Regions from separate parts of the Cyprinus carpio genome. Here region 2 is linked to region 1. Evidence: chromatin contacts called from public Hi-C data. All regions are on one chromosome and are shown on one strand. The core of a region is the stretch at or near the end of the contact, and the rest is flanking DNA. Distances in the headings are between cores, read along the strand shown.

Region 1 (5,670 bases), core at 2,014-4,513:
GTTCTTTTTTCATTTCATTAAGCATGTTAGGGCCAAATCCTGTTTTTGCTTTCGGGGAACAAGACAACCTTCATAGCCAGAGTGAGCTGACTTCCAGAGACAGGTTTCTGTGCTTAGAAGGGATTACCATACAAAGAAAAGGAGAAGGCAAAAGGGTACAGGTCCAGCTAGATTTATAGGATGGATTTTAGAAAGTTGTCTGAGCAGCTACTATAGGCGTGCTAGCACAACTGCCTGCAAAATCTCCACTAGAAGAATCACACGTACTGTAGCTGAAACATGTCAAGCAGCACGTAAGGTAAATCATGTGTTTTCAAACGGATTGAACTAAGTGTATGAATCATGCGTATTCCTAAGCCAACAATGAAAAGATATGATGATAAAACATTATGACGAACAAGACTCTATTTAACCAAGAGGAAAAACATTATGCATGTTTGCATTAAAAAAATTGTCAAAATGTCAACAGTTTCAGGTATTACTATCCTTGTGGGGACATATGATCCCAGGGACCACACACACACATGCACCCTACAAAAAGATTCTTGTCTTAGTAAGGCAACCTTCTGATACAAACTTCCTGTTCATGGTGTGATATTTATCTTCAGCAACAATTCAAAACCAAAGGTCTTTGATATTTGTTGAAATCTCAAAAGCTCTTTTGAGATTATGCCCTAATCATACTTACAAATACGCATCAGAGAGAAAAAGTAAAACCAAGAAACTAGGTTTCAGATTAACTTCTGGAATTTCTTGAGGGTAAAACTTTTACAGACAGTCTATTATCTGAAGGTAAGATATACCAAACCCTATGTACTAAACAGTCACAATGAAGGTGTGTGACTGACGAAATATTGTGAAATTTCTTTTTTACCTTTTGCGTAAGTAAGCTTATTGTTCAAATGAAAGTTTATGCCACACCTTCAACTGCCCTGTAGCAAAACCTTTCTTCTGAAAAATTCCTGATATCGCTTTCAATTGCTTAAAGGGATAGCTCACCCCAAAATAAAAGTTTTGGTCATTATTTACTCACCCTCATGTTGTTCCAAACCTATATGAATTGCTTTCTTCTGTTAAACATGAAAGAAGCTATTTTGAAGAATGTGAATAACCAAACAGTTGCTGTTATCCACTGACCATAGTATTTGTTTTCCATACTATGGAGGTCAATGACTACCAGCAACTGTTTGGTGACCAACATTCTTCAAAATATCTTCTTTTGTGCTCCAAAAGAGGTAGGTATGAAATAGGATTTTAACATATCTTTCATTTTTGAGTGAACTGTGTCTTTAAAAAGGTAAGGATTACCTGTATGAGCATCCAGCTGAACTGGCTGAGGTGAAAGTAATGGAAGAAGAGGCCAAGAGCAGCACAACTGTCCTCTGAGAACATGCGTCCACGGAAGGCAGACACCAGGAAACAAATCTGAGAAACACAGAATGACAGATACATCAGCAGAGGTCCTGGAGTCCTCATGAACTCAGCAGAAATCACACATTAAGATGACTCTCAGCATTCAGTTCTATCACTGAGTCCCAAAAGAGCATCTCAAATGTCTACGACTGTTCCTAAATCATTTAAACTTATAATATTTTTGATAAATATTTGAAGAGCTGACACTGCCAGGTCTTGACCGGGTGTCTAGAGGACTGTTACATCACACTGCAGAATGGACAGCCAAAAGAGTATCAGCTGAGAAATCATTGTGTGTGTGTGTGTGTGTGTGTGTGTGTGTGTGTGTGTGTGTGTGTGTGTGTACTGAGTGTTTAAGCAGATAGCTTCATTGTAAATTGTAACATTTTAATTTCAAAAATAACAATTTTACATACATATTACATTATATTTTCTTTAAATCTTGCTTTTTTCCAAAATTTTAATTTCTGAAATGAAGACATTTGGACACATGATATACAGTATATATTATGCATGATTACATATTCTGACAGCTGACAAGATATAATCCAAGTCCAAGGGCCAAAGTACACTTCAGGAGCAGTGCAAAACTTTTCAAACAAAAACAACTGGGTAGTTTCACCTTGTCTGTGACCTCTTAGGACTGTATTTGTGGACATAAAATGAAAAACAAAAACAAACAAAAAAACAAAAAAACTGGCATGTGGAAGTAACGGTCCAGTCCATGAATACTGTGACCCTTTCAATACAAACAACATGTTTTTGTCCCTGTTGGGAAACCCAAATTAAGGGGAAACTGTGCCTGTGGAAAACCCATCCTGGCTGCTGAGTGAAGGGAAATGTGGAGTCATTATATACAGGATGACATTAAATGAGGTACTGTTGGGATAAAAGTCAAGAGGACAGCGAGTGGTGTGAGAGGGAGGTGTCAGCGCAGGAAGGAAAAGAGGACAGGGACGTCTGCAATGTGCAGTGTCCATCAGGTACATGCTGGGAAGCGTGATTCTGGCGTGGAAATGTGGTAATGCTGCCAAAAAAAACAAAAAGCTCAGTACTGTATGTGTGTTAGTTAGCAGGGTCATGGAATAATCTCATAAACAAAACTCAGACAAAGACTTTTTCGCTCAAACATATTCATTCATAGTCTGTCATCATTTTAGTTATACATTTTACAATATTAAGGGTTATTTTTGAGGTTAATACAAATCCTTTTGGGGCCTGTGTGATATTTACATTTACTACTGAACAGGAATAAGGAGATTTTCATAAGAAAATGAGCCTGTGCAAACATCAAATATTTGGGGTTATTATGCTTTTCTATTTTTTGAAAGAAATAATATTTTTTCTTCAGCAAGGACACATTAACTTGATCACATAACTTGATTTTTTTACGTGTGGACATGTGTGTCTAAATAGAGAAATTATTTTGAATTAGTTAAAAATGTACAAAATGGGTCATATAAAATTACTATATATATATATATATATTCTCTATTTAGACACACATATCCTTCATAGCCTTAAAAAAATGTATGTATGGAAACAGTTACTGGGATTGGCAGGGTTTAGCAAAGTCTTATTTTTTTCCTACAACACTTCTTCTGTGTCACAGTAAAAATACTCAATCACATTCAAACTAGAAACTCATTACAGTCGCCCCAGTCGTCCCTGGGGCACACACCCGGGTGAGTAAACAGGGAGGAGATGCGATCGGGTTCCCATTCAATATGATCTGCTCACACACACCCACTCAGACGATCACATCCGTAACATTAGCTGCTGATGGCAGGGGCGCCATCCCCCTCCTCTAAAAACCTTTCTGGATGTTTCTCTGCTCCACAATTGATCCAGCTGCCTTTTGTAACAAAAGAGACATCCAGAAAGACTCCTGAAGCTAAAAGTAGCAGCTAACTCAGTTCATCATGAACAACCCATTCAGTTCATACATCAATCCACAACGGGCTTTATATTACTAGTCGACCATTTATCCTGCTGAAACGTGTATAAATAAAGGCAACATGGCTCTGGCTTAACAGTTCCTGATTAATAAGACATCAGCACCCCTGTCATGTGAAACGCATGGCCTCTGATGACATAACCAAAACTGGTTAGGGGACAGCGGTTCATTCAGGGGCTTGAGATTGGAGAAGGGTGATAGAGAGCCACAGTGGAGATCAGAGGACTCTGTGTCTGGGACCTGTCTGGCCTGGAGACAGCCCTCAAGACCAGATGCACTTGATAATATAGATCTGCTTATCCTTTCAGTGCAATCACTCAAACCCATACCAGGGAGTGGCAGAAAATAGACCATACAATCTGATATGCGTTGTGTTTATAGGACGGATGTACTGCACTGCGCTGTACCATAAACAATATGGGTGCAAACAGTACATGCGTAAAGGACAGTTCATGAGCTTATTTCATCATAAGTTAAAAATAAAACCCACACCTGTTCATAGCCTTTGTAATCTATTTAATTCACACCTTGACTTACTGGTACATTTATAATAAAGAAGCAGTGAAAAAACATGGATGTTAGAAAATGAGGTTTATGGGAAAGTGTTAAATCTGTCAATGTAACAAAACACAATCTAACAAAACACAATCTAACACACACACACACACACACACATACACACACATATATATATATATATATATATATATATATATATATATATGTTTTATGACAAAGAAAGCAGATTTTAATATTAAGTACTATGTCAGGTCAAGGACTGAATGACACATTATTTTTTCTCTCTAAGGTCAGTTGGTTCCCAATAAGGCAAAGAAACAGGGCTGTGTCAGGGCTGTTTTTATAGAGACTGATGAGTCACTCACAGTATTATCAGCTTTCTAATGACAATGCAGGATTAGTGCCAGACAGTCCTACAACGCCACTGTCTTATGTGAATTAATGCCCAAGAAGACAGACATTCTCAATTGTGGTTTGTTTGGTTTGCTTCCTTGTTTGGTTTTATGATGGATGTATAATGTGTGATTATGTACAATTTATCTACCAACATCTATGGAACAAGACAAAAAATACATCTAGATTCAAATGTAAATGATCTGGAAAGCAAAAATCTTAATATCTAGATATACAGTTACATTCAGATAAATGTATCATTTTTAAAGGGTGTTTAAATGTTTTTTTGCAGAGATTTTAAAAAGAATTGTAAAAAATTATATAAATTAAATGTATTTGTTTTTGCACTTGTTTCATCATGCTACCAGTTTAAATAATTGAAACTAAATATTCAAATATTCAAACATTCAAACATTAAAGTTGCCATGGTAAGAAAGCGGCTGGGAATTCAAATGTAAACAACATTTTTTGCAGCTAATTCACAGCTTGGAGCCTCCACAGTTACGTACTCTACCTGGAGGAAGACACTGAGCTTAAAACAGTCACACACCATGCATTAAAAACATTATGTCTTGACTGACAGACTCGGTACCAATGCATGTTGAAGTGAGAATGACAGCCCAGCCAGGAGTTGCAACGTAAAAGCTACTTCAACATGTGCACTAAGCTTCTTTGGTTAAAAAGCATTTATTGAAGGACAAATCAATATAAAACAACACCAGTGACTCTGTGAATGACTTGTCTGCTTTATGTATATTATTGGCCTTGAGACATCTTCTACATAATTCCAAATACAAAACTCTTTCATGATCACGACTTCATTTTCTTGTGGTCTCAATGTTATAAAAGTGGTTTTATTTTATCTTACAAGAAAAAAATAAATAAAAAAAGTAGGGTAAATCACTCATAATTTCTCTGGGCAGCCACAAAGCATTTAATTTGCTTCTGTCAAACATCGCTCTATAACCATTCAGACGTCCCATCACACAAGTTGGCAGCGAATTGACCACATGTCACTACAGTGTGAATGACGATAAACTTGTTGACTCCGTCTCAAGTGTCAGATGCCGATTTGTAAGACATAATATCTGGAGAGAGTACCTGATCGAAGTTAAAATGAATTCACTCTTGCAGCAGTATACATATTGAGCTTAAAAATAGCTTTTCCAAGCTCAATATAAGTATTATTGGATGTGCTTCTGTGCTTCCATGATCATAAAAAATAAAATAAAAAACTTTACTAAAACATATAATATGTGCAAGTGGATTATGTACACTACAAAGTTCATATTTCCAATGAGCACAAATATCTCTTTTTTATATATAATTATTTTATAAGGATTCCTGAGAAGCAGGTAAATGCAATAATCTCTGCAGTGTATTTTTGT
Region 2 (5,670 bases), core at 982-3,481, 66 kb before region 1:
GACTAACGAGTTATGACTATGTCTTTTCTACTTTGCCTTCATCTTAATATAAGCTCCTTTGGGATCTGAGAGACCGTACCAACGTTGATGTGGACCAACAGATTCTCTCTCAGCTCTCGGTAATGGCATCTAAAGTCCTTCAAGTTTCACAGAGTCCCCTGATGGAGAAGTTCAGTCGTGTGGTTGATGACTGTGAAGATGGCAGACTGAAAAAAGGTAATTAAATCTGCACTACTTAGATTTTCTGTGTATCACTGACTGACACCCATATCTGCCTGAGATCATACATTTCTGCATGTATCTGTCTTGTGTAATAATAAAGACTAATTTCTAGTTTATTAAAGGTAGTAATAATTACTGTCTTAGTAATTAATTGAAAAACAAAGAAAACTTATTAGATAAAAGCATCCACCATGTTATGTTAACCTAATTCTTGTTTTGTTTAAAGGACTACAGTTGGAAGCAGCTATTCTGCTCTTGCCTGCACTGTTTAAGGAGGACCCGGGGTTGCTGTTTGAAGTTGAGGTTCATTACTGAGGAGAGTGAGGACATCTCAGTGGCACTGGGCCTCATCCTTTGTATATATTTTCTGTTTGGGATCCAATATCCTAAAGGACTGAAAAAGACACTGACCTTCCTGGAGTGCGTTGTCTTAAAAATGAAGGATGCAGCCGGACTTCCTGTCACAATTAAAAGAGTGTACAACTCAATCTGTGCATAGAGTCTCTCTCTCTCTCTCTCTCTCTCTCTCTCTCTCTCTCTCTTTTCTCTTTCTGGGGCCTATTCCAATTTCTATTTTTTTTCCTTCTATTTTTTTCTAACTCCTTTAGCCAGTGTTGTTAATGTTAAAAAGCACGGATTATATTTGCAACTAAAAGAAATGAATTAAACTATTTTAAAAGTGTAATGTATTTTGTTTATCAGTAAGCTTTTAGTACAGGATTTTGAATCTTTCAATCCACGATTTGGTATAAAAGCGTCATTTAGAAGCATATTGACTCAAACATTGTAGTATATAGCATGATAATGGCCTACTACCTAAAAAAAAGGTTCTGTAAAGCACCATTTGACAAATGTGCTATAAAGCTTAAGTCCCATTAATGCCAAAAGAGGTTCCCCTATAACGAGCCAAAGAATCACTGTTGAGCACCATTTTTGTTGAAGAAATTGTAAACAATCAAGGTGCTTTATGGCACCTCTTATGGTTCTACATAGCACCATTTGACAAAGGTGCTGTACAGCACCTTTAAAGATAAGTGCTATATGGCACTTAAAGTGGTTCCCCTATGATTACGAGCCAAAGAACCACCTTTAGTGCTATTTAGCACCTTTTTTTTTTAGAGTGTATATAAACGTCCTGCATTTTACTAGGTGGGGTGTATCTGTTTCGCTTTAGGTAAATTCAATTGAGAATTTGAACAAATATCTCCATCTTCAACTCCACTGCACACAAAGGAAAATGTTAAGTTACTGTTCTCCAACAAACCCCTGGAGGGCAGCAGAAACCAGCCTAACTCGTTCACACGCGCGCGACTAAAGGAAGACCCAGAGGGACGCAAGAGTCTGTGCAGCCGCTGCGTGGCGCATAAGTTTTCAGAACTGAACCAGTACTGTAGCTCTATAGCAAATAAAGGATACTGAGTGAGTTGGCCTAATATCTGGAAAAAAATCAAATAAAAATACTAAAAAGGAGGTTCCTACAAATACTCAGTTCAAGTGACATTTATTATAATATAAAAACTGCTGCAATTTGCATCAAATCACCATATTTATCAAAATGTAACATGGCAGCATCCCTTGAGCAATATTGATCTCTTTATCTGCATCTAAAACCATTTTTGCTAAAATCAATTGTATTGTCTGAATCCTAATATGTTGGGGTGGGTGGAATAATTCGTCAAAGCTATATTTTGTTCCTGTTGTGCATACCCACTGAGTACCCAGAGCCCAAATTGACTTAATATATAACATGTTACTCTATAACCAAACTGTTCAGATATTAATGTGGGGCTCTACCTAAACGTGTGGAAAAAAGAAAGAAAGAAAAAGAAAAAAAAAAGACTTCCACGTATTCTTTTAATACACTGCTCAGCTGTTCTCTGTTATTTGTCTCCTGAGCCCCGGTCAAAGAACTGCACAAAAAGCGGAAGAAGGGGGACGGCTAGCAGCCGTGCGCATGCGCACTAACTTGTTTTTCACAAGAGCAGCGCTTAAAGTGAGCCGGTGGCGAAATTTCGCTGTCTTTCATTGCAGACCATCAAGCCTTCACCGAGACGCGATAACAGCATCTTTTGCTGTTATTCAGCTCTCGCATCTCAATGACACTATCCAGTGTTAACTCTGGCTTTTTTTCATAAGAGATTATTTTCATAGACTTTGCCTTGTGATTTTGTTTTGTCTACAGAACTTTGTACATTTTATTTTCTTGCCACCATGGTGCTAGGAAAGGTGAAGAGCTTCATTGTAAGCTACGACTGTCTAAATGACAGCAATGTCCCTGTTTTCTCCAGCGGGGACTCCGTCTCAGGAAGAGTTATTATTGAAGTCACCGGGGAGATTCGTGTCAAGTCACTTAAAATACACGCAAAAGGATTCGCAAAAGTTCGTTGGACAGAATCACGAAATGCTGGATCCAACACTGCCTACACTCAAAATTATACAGAAGAAGTGGAATATCTGAATCATAGAGACATCCTTATTGGCCATGAAAGAGGTAAGCATACAGATCAAACATGCTCTCAGTGTAGATTTGTTCAGAAAAGAGCAGTTGAATGTAAGGTTACTGGTGGGATGCTCAGTGGTCCAGGATGACATGACATACTTTGGATGCTGCACAGTACTTGTTGACCGGTGGACCTGTAGACACTATTGTGTGCATGCATGTATCTTTCTTTTCCTTTTTTATTGTATTTATGTATTCATTTGTTAAAATCGATTGGCTTAATCAAACCCCCAAAAAATACACCATATACACACGGAACATTACATGACAGACTCATCATTCATTCGAAATAATGAATTGGCAATAGTCGTGAATGCCGCATTTTGACTGTCTCATTTAAATCACCTAAATGCGTGATATTCAGCACATTCTTTTCTATTCTGACTATACTTCGGGATTCTTTCAGGTGTCAGTAGCTTGAATGAATTGTGAGCACACAGTTGAGTCACCTCATGCTACAGCCTTAAATCCAGATTCGTTTCGGTGTTCAGTCTATTTATTTATTTCGGAAAAACTACGTCCATGAATTCTATATAAGATAGCATATTAAAACCAGCGATGATAGCTCTTTCGGCATAATGTCTTAAGTTTCCACCCATTGTTCGGGAAGCGGTTCAATCCTGTTTTGATGCAGTGTCTAGCCGTTCTTGTCTCTGATTGGTGGAAGCGTCAACGTGTCTTCTATGACATCATGCTTTTGCGGAAAGTGAGAAAAACAGCAGCAACTTTGCACCATGGCTGTAGTATGCTACCTATGCACATACTTATGCTAAATTTAAATGCATTCACTGGTCCAATATTCAGTTGTTAAGGCTGACTGACAACCTCTTTGCTTTCTTTGTTGCATAGACTGTTGGACTCTTCACACTTGAAATTGTTAACTCATGGCCTTTCTACAATTCTGAGTGAATATATTCGTGGGTTATCTCGTTTCGCACTTTACATTTATAAACTCTTTGCATATTTATGACGAAAATTTCTCACGAGCTGTTTTGATAACTGCTGGTCCTTCGGTAGAAGTTTCTATAATTTGTTTATCCGCTCAAGACTGTCACTTAACGCACACAAAAAAAAAAAAAAAAAAAAACAGTATCTTTTCGCTCCAGTTAACGCAGTTAGTTGTTTGACATTTTTAATTTTCTAGTACAGCGCTCCCACAGTTTCTGCAACTGCACGGAGCTCATGAATATTTAATGAGCTAAGCACCGAGGCAGTTTATTGGTCGTCGGTTGCTAAACAACTTGCTGTAACGTTCCACCCCCACATCGTTCCACACTGTAACGTTAGCATCAAAACACAGGGTTAAAAATGACAAGTGCGAACGGTTGCTTAACCCAGTGGTAAACGTGGCATTAATACATCCACAGTGTATAATAACTTTTACATATTCATTTGCATTTTTTTTGTTGAGAAGTTTTTGTTAGCCTGAGGTGACTTCTAGTAGAGGAAATCTAGTCAATATTTGCCTAATGTTGAAACTCTTTGTATAACCTACAAATCAAATAGTGCATGTTATGACCTTGTTAGTTGCATGCGTGTTGTAATTTCATTCCCATGTAAAATTCTAATCTAAGTCATACCTAATTGTCTTTGCTGCTTCTGTATGAGTGATTGGTTACAATAAAAGTCGATTTGTTATTGAAACTGGTCGGTTTTCTGTCGTTTGTGATTTCTGGTATCTTTTCTTGGCATATTTCTCTCACGTGTTTTGCTGAATGGGAGAATGCTCTTGAGGTCCACGCCGCAGCACACGCGTAGATTCAGTGGGAGGCTGCAGCACAATGAACGGGTAATGAGCGCCCCGGCACGGGGAAGCAGTCGGCTCCGGTTTAGGCCGGTCTTCTCTTGCTAGAGTCTGCACTTGATTGACAGCTCCGTGCTTGTTTACCATGGCTCCGCTAAGCTGAGTGCTTAGCTGGCAAAACGAAAGCCGCCGGTGTTTTTTAGTGTTACACAAACAAATAATTTAACATAGGAATTTCGTTTCACATTTACCTTAGGTTTCACGTGAACTGCAGTGGATCTTATGAGTACTTCTCTCTCTCATTCAGAATGAATACTGAAACTGAATACACCTGTGCATAAAGTGAAATCATTACACCTGTGATGAAACACTCATAATTCATGGGTAAAACATAATATTGATGCATATCGTGATTTGCTGGGGTGTATGGGAATCAATCAACTGTTGTTTTATCAAAGTGTTTACAATTATGCATTAAGTAGAAGTGTATGTGTTTGAATAAATTAGATAAACAAGAAGATGATCAATGCTTTGGCAGGTAAGGTATATTTGGAATATTATTCTCTTCTGTTTCAGAGGATGATAACTGTGAGGAGGGACTCACCACTATTCATTCAGGAAGACATGAGTATGCATTCAGCTTTGAGCTTCCACAAACGTGAGTGTCGGTCAGATATGGCCCCGGATAAAATGATTCACTTGAAATGTATATTGTAATTCTTATTCAAGTGTTCTCTGTGTTACGCACATGCAGACCTCTGGCTACCTCGTTCGAAGGAAAGCATGGCAGTGTGCGCTATTGGGTGAAGGCTGAGCTGCACAGGCCATGGCTTCTGCCCATGAAGACCAAGAAAGAGTTCACTGTCTTTGAACACATTGACATCAACACTCCTCTTCTGCTGGTGAGTGTTTGCATCATCCGTATCCCTCGATTTATCACAATGCAGTGTTGAAAAATGACCAGTCAAGTTTCTTGCATTTTCAAGTGTTGTTATTCTACTTTGCACAGTCTCCCCAGGCAGGAACTAAAGAAAAGACGCTATGCTGCTGGTTTTGCACCTCAGGTCCAATCTCTTTAAGTGCCAAAATTGAACGGAAGGGTTATACTCCAGGTAATTTATTTTTATTTTTATTATTATTATTAATCAAATGGGAAAAAAAAGCATCTGACAGGGTATCAATTATTGTCAATTGAATCAGTTGT

What was found. A called contact is a pair of places that touch in the nucleus more often than the background predicts.
Region 2: a Hi-C map of skeletal muscle shows a contact between it and region 1, with 4 times the contacts expected there. The contact joins the promoter of arrdc3a here to the enhancer-like site in region 1. A contact is called at or near these places in 3 of 8 Hi-C or Micro-C datasets (all in skeletal muscle).

What each region holds. Positions count from the first base shown.
Region 1 is chrB5:16,942,159-16,947,828 of ASM1834038v1, reverse strand. It overlaps adgrv1 (adhesion G-protein coupled receptor V1), which reads right to left. Exons shown (of 91, transcript XM_042724629.1): 85 at 1,309-1,425. Among protein-coding and RNA genes, the nearest start is that of arrdc3a, 65 kb to the left of the region's middle. Within about 2 kb of position 3,263, at least 1 of the 8 cell types and tissues checked has an H3K27ac peak or open chromatin away from gene starts, as enhancers often do. A contact at or near this core is called in skeletal muscle, where this site is marked.
Region 2 is chrB5:17,006,650-17,012,319 of ASM1834038v1, reverse strand. It overlaps arrdc3a (arrestin domain-containing protein 3a), which reads left to right and starts at 2,231. Exons shown (of 8, transcript XM_019100551.2): 1 at 2,231-2,713; 2 at 5,043-5,124; 3 at 5,221-5,368; 4 at 5,476-5,578. The coding sequence starts at 2,434.